3 separate regions of the Mus musculus genome follow, and regions 1 and 3 are each linked to region 2. A link is a contact called in public HiChIP or PLAC-seq data. All regions are on one chromosome and are shown on one strand. Each heading gives the region's core, a stretch centred on a gene start, on an enhancer-like site or on the middle of the called end of the contact. The rest is flanking DNA. Distances are from core to core; before and after follow the strand shown.

Region 1 (4,094 bases), core at 545-3,044, 470 kb after region 2:
GTGTGTGTGTATTCCTAAATATAATCGGCTCAGACTATATAGTGCTATTATTAGGTATGTTTTCAGGACTGACTGGCACTGGGCAAGCAATTGGTGTGGTCCTTTCCAGTAGAGCCAGTTCTCAATGTGTCAGCTTTACTAGGTCTTTGTATAGCTTTGAGGCCTGCTGGGCTTTTCACTATGAAGTTTGGCATGTTCCTTGGTGTCATGCTTGTTCAGCTCACTTTTAGGCAGTCATGTTGCTGAGACTTTCTGGGTATAGCTTCTGGTATTACTAAGAGACATAATTTTTAAGCTCAACTGGGAGCACGACTACTACTCTAATAAGCATTGAACATCCAGTTCTCTTTCCAATGATTTTAACTGTCATCATCTGATTGGATAGATAATTTAGGGAAAGCCATTCATTTGGTGTGCCTTTGTATAGTTTTTAAAGCAAAAATAGTTGGAGTCACATCTTTAAAGAATATCGAGAATTTATATCTAAGTGGCAGATGAGTGGAAACCATCTGGACTGCTGTATAAGCACTATAAGATGAAAAGGAAATATTAATATTGGTTTCTTCAAAGGTAAGTGATTTGATCTATGATGTAAAAGGCTTTTTAAGAAGTGGAAAAGATATTCACTCTTTGTTCTTTTGAAACAGAGCAAAGATAGCATTCCTTTTAAGCCTCAATTATTTATGTTCCTGAAATATATGGGAAGAATTATTGGGCAAAGGCTTCACGTTTCTAAAGCAGCTGATTTTGTAGCTGTCAATTGAGTTATGAATGACACCACTTAATATAGAACATGAATAGCAGAAATGGGAAGGAATAAATTTGTTACATTTGTACATGTTAGATAGTTTCCATTGTTAATCTGACCTAAAGTATCATATCCAAACTGTCAAAGCAACAACATTTATATTGAAGAGAGTAATATTAAATATTTTTATTTAGTGTTTAAAAATTATCAACATGTATAGAAAGAATTTTTTTTCATGCCTGTTCCCTAGGGTCTAGCTCCTCCTAGAACCCCCCAAATCTATCTCCCATATAGCTTCACATTTTGTCTAATTTTTAAACAATAACCTGATAAGTCTAATAAATGCTGCCCATATATTCATAGGGGTGGGACTACCTACTGGAGCACAGGAAACCTTTCAGAGGCCAAAGAAAAGTGTTCCTTCCTACCTCAACAGCCACAAACTGCAAAAATATCTGCAGTTCATTTAAGGCACACAATTATCTATTTTCGTTGGCTGTTGCAAAGTGAATAACATGTTCTTAATCGCGTTCTCACGCCCGGCCAGGAAAGACGCAACAAACCAAAATCTTCTGCGGCAAAACTTTATTGCTTACATCTTTGGGAGCCAGGAGGGCAAGCGCCCAGCGCCCAGCCCCAAAAACGAAAGCCCCCTTCTTACATCTTTAGGAGCCAGAGCTCCGGCGCGCGCGCTCTATTGTTTACATCTTTAGGCAGCGAGCGAGCGCAGGGCGCGCAGAGCCAGAGAGATGCCAGCGAGAGAGAATGGCGGAAAACCCCGTCCCCTTTTTTAGGAGCGTTATATTTCGCCTAGGACGCATCACTCCCTGATTGGCTGCAGCCCATGGCCGAGCTGACGTTCACGGGAAAGGTAGAGTACAAGTAGTCATAAAATACCCTTGGCACATGCGCAGATTATTTGTTTACCACTTAGAACACAGGATGTCAGCGCCATCTTGTGACGGCGAATGTGGGGGCGGCTCCCAACAACATGTGCATATTTAAATACTGGAAAGATAGTAAACTCTTCATGAGCAGAACCAAGCCACAGGCAACTTTGCTGAAGGTCTGTGGTGATCTTAACATGGAAATTAGCTTTGCAGTCTGGAAATGGGGGTGAAAATCTAATGGAATCCTCTATGAGCTGTTTCCCTCCAAATTTGCTTTCTTTGTGTCAATTACTCAAAATTGCTTCATGTGTTCAATAATGTCTTCAATTTTACTCTTTTACACCTCAGTGGTGGATGCTCCTAATGTTCATAAATATAAAGGTAAGCAGTAGCAACATGAATAAAAACATTTGACCCATTAGAAAATATTTCAAGATGTGAAGATGGCCAATGTGAGATCTGGTTCATCAGAATATGAATGTGGTAGCATGAGAATCCAGGAAGGCATGAAACCATATGACCACCATCAACCTGAATGATAGCAAGCCCAAGTGAGGCCAAAGATGGTACATGGCTCTCTAATACCCACTTCAGATATGACTGCCTAATTTTGATCTTTGTCTTTATGAAATGCTCTGAAACACAAGTTTGAATATCTTAGTACTATTTCATGAAATAACACCATGGGCTTAGTCTATTTTTCTTAACATTATTTTATTTTTTTGTCTTTTTATTAGACTTGTGCCAAATTATACTTTAGTGTTCCATAGTATCTTCATAAATCCAATCCTTAGGATTGTTCTAGGATGATTTTCTCTTTTACCAATATTTTTAGAAAATAGGTGATGAGTGTATCATTTTGGTCTCTTCTCATGAAATAAAATAATATTCAAATTTTAATAGTCTTTTGAAGTACGGGTCTATTTGATGGGAAAATGACTTAAAAGTATTATTTTCTATGTATTGATCATGGTTCGATTATTTTAAAAGTTAAAGATATAAGTGTTAGTATAAATGTATGCTTCCATTTCTCTGGGTTCAGTGCCTAGGAATAAAGCAGCAAGGCCATGTGACGGGTTCATAGTTAATGTCTAAGAAACCCTAGAATGGCTCACACAATGCACCTGACTTACCAAAAGAAGAGGAGTCCCTGTGCTCCTCATCCCCTGTGGTACTCTTGTAATCGGCAAAAAGCTTCATCTCATTCTCACTTCATTTCTTTTTCTATAATTCTTATATTAAGGAATCCTTAAGAATCCCATAAGTATTCCTTATATATTTGCTAGTCTTCCCATTTTGTTTTTTATTAACATGTTATCAATTTGGTCATGTTTCTGCTGTTTAAAATTATGTCACTTATTCCTAATAAGCTGTAAGCATTGTTTATATGTTCTAGTCATGAATTTATAGTTGGATATATATATGTTTTCTGTGAATTTTCTTTTACTCACTAGCCTATCTTTTCTTTGTCTTTTTCTTTTTTAAAGTGTTAGCTAGGAGTCATTGCCCAAACAAAGAACACAGAACATGAACAAATTACATCAAATTTTGGGGAATGCTTTGAATTTTTCCTTATTACCACTGTCATTTTTTTCTGCTAAAAATCTTCTAGTACCACTCCTAAAGGGACAGTGACGTTTAATTCTATCAGGATCTGTTAGAATGTGGAGTCTGCAGAATGGCCAACTCAGCAATTATTTTCACAGAGTTTTAGGATCACTTAAATGTACTGTAGCACATGCTTGAGTCTCAAAGGTTTAGTTTAAAAAAATTAGTAAAAATAATCCTAAACAGATATTTTTCCTAAATGTTCTAAAAAAATAGAAAAATGTATACTTGGTAATACCTTTAGAATTTACCACATATTACAATTGACTGTCATTTTTATGATAGATATATTGAAGATCCCCGATGCTCTGTGTTTGAAAGTGAAGATATTCACCATAACAACCCCGGATAGCAACACTTCACCATTCAAACATGTCCAGGCTCTGCACAGGCTAAAGAAAAAGTGAAGTTCCATCGTAAGTGAAATCTGTGGAGATCATTGGAACAAACAAAGGGCTGATTTCTGCCTTTAAAATGAAAGCCTTTGGAAGTCAAACATTGACTACATTAAATATAAATGATAGCAACTCATAGATAAATTACATATCTGTAAAATTAATAACTAAGTCTGCCATTTGGCAAACTCTACATTCCAAATACACTCGCTGAAGATCATTCTAAGGGCATAAAATAATAGGAAGGTGATTGAAGTATTTTGTGAGGGGAGCCTTCAGTTTCTATATGTTCTTTGGGCCCTCATGAGGCATCTGGAAATTAAAATTTCAAACAGAAAGCTATGAAAATGTATGATTTTAGGCAGCATTTACTAAATGAATATATGTTTAATATTAGTTACGATGATCTTACACAATAGCATCATATTTTAGAGATGTTGTGTTTTGTCTAGA
Region 2 (4,268 bases), core at 121-2,620:
CTGATAATTTTTTGAATTTCTTTGGTTTCTCTTGTTATGCCTCCATTTTCATTTCTGATTTTGTTAATTAGGATAGTGTCCCTGTGCCCTTTAGTTAGTCTGGCTAAGGGTTTATCTGTCTTGTTGATTTTCTCCAAGAACCAGCTCCTGGTTTGGTTGATTCTTTGTATAGTTCTTTTTGTTTCCACTTGGTTGATTTCAGCCCTGAGTTTGATTATTTCCTGCTGTCTACTCTTCTTGGTTGAATTTGCTCATGTGTCATGACCTCAACCTTTAATGATTTTAACACTTTGACTTACAATATAAAGTTAATTCCCAAATACCTACAATTTCTATATTATATAATTTATACATTGGTCAAAGAAAGTCACTTAAACATATCAAAATCATAGTAAAATGACTAGTTTTACTTTATTGGCAATTGGTGACTGCAACAGTTAATCCAGTCCTGAAATAATTTTTATAAACTCCTGCGTGTATGTGTCTGTCTCTGTGAGTGAAGGAATACTACTGACATAGTACGTTGGTTGAGATGAAACACCATCCTTGGATGTCATCATCTTTCAACTTTCTTTAGACAGACACTGCACACACTAGGTTACCTAGCTCATGAGCCTCCATAGATTCCCTTGTCTTCCACTCCCATCTCTCATTAGAAGGGCTGGTAATACACAGAAACATGCTTCTATTTCTAGCTTTGTGTGAATTTTGGAGATTTTTACTCAGATTTTAATCCCCCTGTGGCAGGTCCTTTTACCCACTGGGGTTTTCCCCTAGCCCTTTGAAATTATTTTCAATAACCATGAAGTAACATAAGATTGATAAATCAGGTTGAGAATAATCAGTGAAATCTCTGCTTATATCTTATTCCTTCTAATTCATACACACATTGTTTTACAGATATCCCTCCATTAGAGTCTCCTGATAGCTGTGCATTGTCCATGTTTCATAGGGGAGAAGAGGCCTCCAACCTATGTCCATCAGATATATTCTTGGCTATTCAACAAAATCTAGTAAAGCTATTCCCCAGGGGACAGTGAGTGCTGGTAGGGTCTCCTGCCAGAGATGTCTGTACTCACTCTGTTCTTGGGAGACACTGATTTACCTATAGGATTCTAGAAACTAGAATTTGAGAAAATATAAACTTCGTGCTGTGGAGTTAAAACTGTGCCAAGAGAACAATATACTGGTATGTATATGGAGCTTTTGTGAAACCTCCCTATAGAACAAATTAGCATGACAACTACTGAACTTCCTCTAAACCAAGTCCTTTTTAGGCAAGGAAACCAAAGTTCAGAAAGGTTGCTCCAGTCACTTCTGATCATACAGGCCAGTTGTGAAGTGAGAGGCTTTTTCAGTTCAATGTGCTTGTTATCACACAAGGGCAGGAAGTCGGTCATATATACGAAACCACTTTACTTTCCATCAGATGTGCTTTCTGCTTCTCTGAGATTCAGGTAAAAGGAATGAACCTTAATGTAGTAAGCACTTATTCACTAGCAAAATCATTTAGTGGCAACTACTGATCCTTTGAGGGAAAAAAAAAGTCATCACTGTGGTTACATCCACTCAACAGAAAGGTGCACTTGGACTGGGTGACAGGGGGATGTGTAGACCATCAGCTTCTGCAGGAAGTGCTTAATGCTGTTATTTACTAGGTTACAGTAGCACTCACATGAAACGAAGAATCTAAAGCTCATGAGAAATTTGCAGTGGCGTGCCTTGTAAAATGTGCTGGGAGCAACCTAAAGGAAAGAAAAGTTATTGAAAACTGGGAGTCCAGAAAGCAAGAGGAGTTCTTTTTTTGTTGAAAATAGATTTCCTATCCTGTCTTTTTTTTTCTGTTATTCCAAATGAATTTGCAAATTGCTCTTTCTAACTCTATTAACAATTGAGTTGGAATATTGATGGGGATTGCATTGAATCTGACGATTGCTTTTGGCAAGATGGCCATTTTACTATAATTAATCCTACCATTCCATGGGCATGGGACTGAGCAGAGACTGAGCAGACAGTGTTCAGAGCAGAGACTGAAGGAAAGGCCATCTAGAGACTGCCCCACATGGGGATACATCCTATATACAGACACTAAACCCAGACACTATCACAGATGCCAAGAAGTGTTTGCTGACAGGAACCTGATATAGCTGTCTCCTGAGAGACTCTGCCACAGCCTGACAAATACAGAGGCAAATGTTCATAGGCAACCATTGGACTGAGCACTGGGTCCCCAATGGAGGAGTTAAGAGATAAGGCTGAAGGAGCTGAAGGGGTTTGAAATGCCATCGAAAGAACAACAGTATCAACCAACCAGATTCCCCAGAGCTCCCAGGGACGAAACCACCAATCAAAGAGTACACATGGAGGGACCAATGGCTCCAACCTCATATATAGCAGAGCTTGGCCTTGTTGGGCATCAATGGGAGGAGAAGTCCTTGGTCCTATGAAGACTCTAAGCTTTAGTGTAGGGGAATGCCAGGGTAGGGAGGCGGGAGGGAGGGTGTGGGTTGGTGGGTGGGGAAGCACCCTCATATAAGTCAGGAGAGGAAGGATGGGATAGGGGATTTCTGGGGGGAGGGGGGGGCGACCAGGAAAGGGGCTAACATTTGAAATGTAAATAATGAAAATATATATATAAAAAAATAAAGCAAGAGGAGAGGATGGGGCTTGGCTCATAGCTCAGTAATAAAATGCTAGGCCCACAAGCATATGAGCTTCAGTGCAAACCCCAGTGCCAACTTAAAAACAAACAAACAAACAACACATAAGAAAACTAAGCATGTTTGCAATCTCTTGTAATTTTAGCACTGGTGAAGGTGAAACAGGGGAATTATGGGGGCTTTCTGGCTACCTGTCTAGATTATTCAGGCAGCCCCAAACCTCAGTAAGAAATATAAAATATGATCTTATTTCTCAAAACAATGCAGATCCCTCCTAAGCACTAATATCTGAGATTGACCTCCAACCCCATACACATAGATATACCCCCATGCCACACAAACATACATATCCACACATTCATTTGAAAACACACACACACACACACACACACACACACACACACACACACACACACTCAGCGACCTGCAAGGGAAGTGGGTAAGTTAAATTCTGAGATAATCAGAAATGATATTTTTCCTCAGTGCTCTTATTTAGTCCCATATCTTAGGTAGGCAGGGGCATATTCTTGAAGACAGATAGGGAATGCTCCCTCTTCAGGCATGAAGTGGTTTATCTGTGTGGCTGAAAGTATGTGACAGAGAACAATCTTTTTACGGGATCTTCATGCTCTCTGTCCATCTTTGTGTACTATAATGTTATTTCACTACTCATGGACAAATATATTTTCTAAGAGGGTATCAATTCAATGTTTAAGATGATTCTTCAGGTGGACTTTTAGAAACACATAAACAAAGAAGGTTGAAAATTTCAATGTACTAAGCCCTCTTTCAAATAAGTACAAAAATTTTTGTTTAAATAACTCATGGCAGACAAGTTTATACGTCCTCATTGCTTGCCCATTAAGTCTATTTTCTCTGATTCTGGTAGCCCTACCATAAACAAGTTGGAGGGAGGGGGGGCTTTTTACCAATTCCAAACAGGCCTTATGCTGAGAAATGAGTAATAACTTACTTCTCTCAGAATATATCTTGCCCTCAATCATACATCATTTTATATTCATAAATGTATAGTGTTGGAGTTTCCATCACTGAGGTTTGTCTTTGAGGCAAGGGAGAGGCTTAAGGACTAACCACTAGCTAAGTTCCATAGGCCTATTCTGAAAGTCAGTGTGTTCCTCTAATAGTCCTAAGCCCATTGTAAGCCTGAGAACAGTTTTTTTTTTTTCATGAATTCTCCCAAGAATTCAATGAGGGACATTTTTACTGTTAGCTGCTGACTAAAAAAAAAGCGCATTTTCTACTCACAATGCATTTATGGTACTGCTCCACCATTTTCAACTAGGTCAGAGACATATCTGTGCTACCCCTCCCCCTCTGTAGACAGAATGACTCTCACACTATAAGGCAAAGAAGCTGTGTCCTAAACTGCCAAAAACATGTCTCCACTGCCCTTCCTGTACAGTTCGAGACTGCAGTGATTCCGATTCATAATTCCTAGTAATATTCCAAGATGCTAACGCTTTTCACAGGCTGTGGTCCACAGTGGAGAACTGTATCTCCTAGCTCCGCCTCAAAGAAAGACTTGCCTGCTAAGCCATCTCTTCTCAGTTTCCTGATTTTTGCCTCATCTGCAAATGAACAGGGCCC
Region 3 (4,179 bases), core at 1,338-3,837, 260 kb before region 2:
AGTTGCCGTGGAATTAATCTTTTTCTCTTCATTTTGGTGATTGAAGTCCACCAGAAGTTATTTTTAGTAATAAACTTTTAAACATGTGGTAACATTTTGAACAGTCCATTAAGAGCTCGTCTCTTAAGTACTTACCACCTTTAATTACTTAATATGCTTTTTGCTTTGAATTATTTTGATACGAGCTTAGATTTAGGTTTCACCTCTGTAGACAGTCTATTTCTCAAGCTTGTACTACAGTGGAAGAATAACAGTCAGTGACCCAGTATTAGGTTTTATTTGTTCACTTGAATAGAGAACTTTTTTTTCCCTTATGAAGGTAACTGATGAGACTCAGTGGGATAATATGAGAGAAACTGAAAAGAGAGGCCAAACTTTGGATTTCCCATTTCTAACGATGGTTTTTGTGTGCCCAGGCATTAAGTCTTGTCAATGGTTAGAAGGTAGGTTGCTTTTAGGAAAACAAGTGTCTCTCTCAGGAGGAGGTATTTTTAGTTCTTTAAGTGGGTAACATTGCCAGCACAAAAGGAAGTTAAATTGTCTAACTCTTAGTTGGCTTTATTACTACTTTAGTCACTCTGTAGCTCATGTATCTTTTGTTGCCTGACCCAGCAATCTCTTTCCTTGTTTCGTATGTCCTTGCTTTTCCACTAAGGGATGGCAGCTTGGTCTTTAATATGGAACTAAGAAATTAGCTACAAACTTTGCATGATCACTGACAGTTTTATAAGCTCCCAAAAAAACACCATTAGGTTGCCCTTGGCTTGACAATGTGTGTCAGATCTTAGGTAGGGTTAAAAGGTTCAAGTGAATTTTATGTCTTCTCATTATTTTGTTAGGGCAAGGATAATATTTTTAGCACTTTCTCTAATGATCAAATAAATGTGACATTTTTATGCATAGAGTTTCTTACCACTGACTTGGTTTGAAATAACTTTTAAGCTTAAGGATTTTGTTACTGTCTTTCTGGATTCCTCATCCCACAAAGACTGTCTGAGGCTTGAAGAAGAATATAAATGATAAGTTGGAGATTACATAAAGAGATTTTGTAAATAAACAGTATTAGACCATGGCTGTGACATAAAATATTTTAAGTCTTTTTTAAAAAACAAAAACACAAAACAAAACAACAACAACAAAACCCCCAAAAACATGGCTCTTGGTTTTAGCACTTTCCACTCATGTAACAGCAAAATTAGGTAGTCAATTTTTGTTTGTTTGTTTGATTTTTCAAGACAGGGTTTCTCTGTGTAGCCCTGGCTGTCCTGGAACTCACTCTACAGACCAGGCTGGCCTTGAACTCAGAAATCTGCCTGCCTCTAACCCCCACCCCCCAAGTGCTGGGATTAAAGGCATGTACCACCACTGCCTGGCTGATAGTCAGTATTTTAATCATGAAAATTTTTGGAGGTGACCAATTGAAACATAAGTAGGTGTATTGAGTTGTGAATTCTGCACTGTCTGCCATACTCTTGGGAAGGGCCTAATACTTGTGACAACTATTCTTGATTGTCCTTTGTCCTCCAGCTACCCTAGGAGCTGTGCCTTCCTCTACCATTCAATTTTCTATATTCCTTTCCCGGGCATTGCTCTCCTCCCTTCTCTTGGGGAAGTAGCTGTGAGTAAAGCCTTTTTCTCTTTTGTCTACTGCAGGAAATCCATCTCAGAGCTTTAAACATGGCAGATAAATACTTGACCATCAAGCTTAGTCATCAGCCCTTGAGAACATCTTAGTATTCGCCCCGGGAACTTTCCACAGACTAGGCACAAATGTGAAGTAAAACTGTGTTTTCTTTGATTTGGGATTTTAGATCAGGGGTCATTTTAATAAGTGCTTGTTTTGTTTTGGATTTGATTGACCATCATACATATACACTGCAGGTCATGGCTATATAAAAGTACCCTAACCTCTCAAATATAATTTGCTGTCTGGAAATATAATAAAATTAACATAAATTAAGAACTTAGAATTTCATGGAGAAAATAAGCCTGGACAAGTAACATGATAAAACTCTAGACTCTATGTCCATGCCTCTGGATTCTAAAAAAATTATTTAAGCAAGATAATTTCAGCCAGGTCAAGGCAATTCTTCAAAGAAAATGGAAATGATCTCTATGCTAACACCTGTATCATAACTTTTTTATAGTTGTAATACAGCGAGTCCATTACTGCTTTTTTATTTTTTAAATATTAATTCAAAATTTTTTCTTGCTTTGTGACTAGCCTTTTCCCATCTAGGTTTGTTGCATAGGTTTGTTGACAAGAGCACACTTTGACATTTAGGGAGAGAGGTTTGCCTTTAAAGTGGAAAAGTTAAGGTTGACTACTCTTCTAAAATGATAAAATTGCTCTTTCAAATAGGACTTTTTGCCACAGACTTGCTTTTAATTTAACATAGTACCAAAGCTTAGTCTTCGTGGAGTTCAGATTATACTAAGAAAATGTACAATTTGTGGTAAACAGAACCACTTCCTCTGGAGAGCTAATGTAAATCATGAATTAGGCAGCAACTTGCTACTCCAACCTGTCTGAGGTCCTCTGAGTCCACAGGACTGAGAGCCTGAGTTCCATTTCAGTGACTCATTGTAGATCAGAAGGGGAAATTCCAAAGAAACACTAGAAGAATTTTTTTCACTGATAATAAGTGAGGTATCCCAAAGGTTCACTAAGACCATTTTCAAGAAGAACAACAACACATGAGAAAAGAGAAATAGAATCAAAGAAAAGTCCAACCTGTGAAGAGAATTAATGTTTGTTTTCCTCAGGCTGACCTTCAAGATCCCCTTGCTTTTTAGAGAAAAAGGAAAAAGAAATTAGAAAAATTCTGCGAGGGGAAAAAAAAAAACTAATAAAGCAGCCTTATAATTGTCCTCTGCTCATCAAACTGATTGCAGCCTGGGGTTGCTGATGTGTATTTGATGTGTGTAGTTTTCTGAAAACCAAGGAAATCCTGTTCTAGTAAGAAATTACCAGTAGCTGCAATTCTCAGAAGTTAAACAGCATTGCCGAAATAACTCTGCACCACCTTACTGAAGACCTAGTTAGGTATTTTCAACCACATTAATAGTGTTTATCATCACATTCTTAAGTTCTAGAGCTATGGTCAATATTTTAAGGGTCTGTTTAGAACTATTTGTTTGCACATATTTCTTCATAATCATACCAGTTAATAATATACAGTTAAATTACTCCTGATGCCAGTGGGGCAACTAAAAAGGTGAGGAAATAATTTTATGTTAAATAAGACATAAAAGCATCTCAAGACCGAGTTATTCTACATGATCCTAGTTAGCTCTTTTTCTTTTGACAGTGACAGTAGCAGCAATTAAAGGAGTCAGAGGGTGGCTCTTCCGTTTCATCGTAAAATTAATTAAATTTTATCTTTTTATTTAGTAATAAATGTCATAAACAGGCTTTTTAAAATCTGAAAATAGTTCACTGTGTCTCTTCTATATTTTCATTTCACATTGATACTAGGAGGCACAACAAACTAATAACTAGGTATTCAACACAATTGGGATGGAGATTATTATTAGACCTTGATTAATGTTTTGCTAATAAGCTAAGTTTATTTCTCATGTAACAAGCCCTTCTAAAAAGTGAGCCAACTTTGAAAAACGTCTCTTACTGATTCTCTGAGTACCACCTACTTCTGAATATGAAAGGACTTAAGATTATCCTTATCTTCTGTACTCCAGGTTTTCTGTTCCTAGGATACCCTCAGTTTGTGTTTATTGATTCTATTTCCATTTCGAGTTCTTGAACAGTTTTATTTATTTATTTCCTTCATCTGCTCAATTGTGGTTTCCTGTATTTCTTTAAGGAGTTTATTTGTTTTCTCTTTAAAGGCCTTTAACTATTTGGTTGTATTTTTCTGTATTTCTTTAAGGGATTTATTCATTTCACCTTTAAAAGTGTCTATCATCTCTATAAGATTGAATTTAGGGTCATTTTCTTCTGTTTTGGTTGTGTTGGGATATCCAAGGCTTGCTGTAGTAGGTTCGCTATGTTCTGAAGGTCTCATTTTCCCTGGTTTTTGTTGATTGTGTTCTTTCTTTCGAGTGCCCTTAGCCATCTGGATAGCTTTATTGTCTGGATGTTTCCATTGAAGTAAGTATTGGGAGGGGCTAACCTCAATGATCGTCTGAGCCAGGCCTCTGATGGGTACCCTTGGGTTA

Evidence for each region. HiChIP or PLAC-seq counts read pairs in DNA pulled down with a chosen protein or histone mark.
Region 1: a BATF HiChIP or PLAC-seq map of CD8 T cells shows a contact between it and region 2, with 5 read pairs. The contact joins two enhancer-like sites. A contact is called at or near these places in 2 of 484 Hi-C or Micro-C datasets (adipose-derived mesenchymal stem cells and bone marrow-derived macrophages) and 1 of 115 datasets of contacts at active chromatin or transcription factors (CD8 T cells).
Region 3: a contact with region 2 is called in a BATF HiChIP or PLAC-seq map of CD8 T cells, with 15 read pairs. The contact joins two enhancer-like sites. A contact is called at or near these places in 1 of 484 Hi-C or Micro-C datasets (Th1 cells) and 2 of 115 datasets of contacts at active chromatin or transcription factors (CD8 T cells and regulatory T cells).

The regions. Positions count from the first base shown.
Region 1 is chr13:4,940,296-4,944,389 of GRCm38.p6, reverse strand. No RefSeq gene overlaps it. Among named protein-coding and RNA genes, the nearest start is that of Gm40658, 220 kb to the right of the region's middle. Within about 2 kb of position 1,794, at least 29 of the 459 cell types and tissues checked have an H3K27ac peak or open chromatin away from gene starts, as enhancers often do. A contact at or near this core is called in CD8 T cells, where this site is marked.
Region 2 is chr13:5,405,728-5,409,995 of GRCm38.p6, reverse strand. No RefSeq gene overlaps it. Among named protein-coding and RNA genes, the nearest start is that of Gm40660, 47 kb to the left of the region's middle. Within about 2 kb of position 1,370, at least 19 of the 459 cell types and tissues checked have an H3K27ac peak or open chromatin away from gene starts, as enhancers often do. A contact at or near this core is called in CD8 T cells and regulatory T cells, where this site is marked.
Region 3 is chr13:5,665,184-5,669,362 of GRCm38.p6, reverse strand. No RefSeq gene overlaps it. Among named protein-coding and RNA genes, the nearest start is that of Gm35330, 57 kb to the left of the region's middle. Within about 2 kb of position 2,587, at least 40 of the 459 cell types and tissues checked have an H3K27ac peak or open chromatin away from gene starts, as enhancers often do. A contact at or near this core is called in CD8 T cells and regulatory T cells, where this site is marked.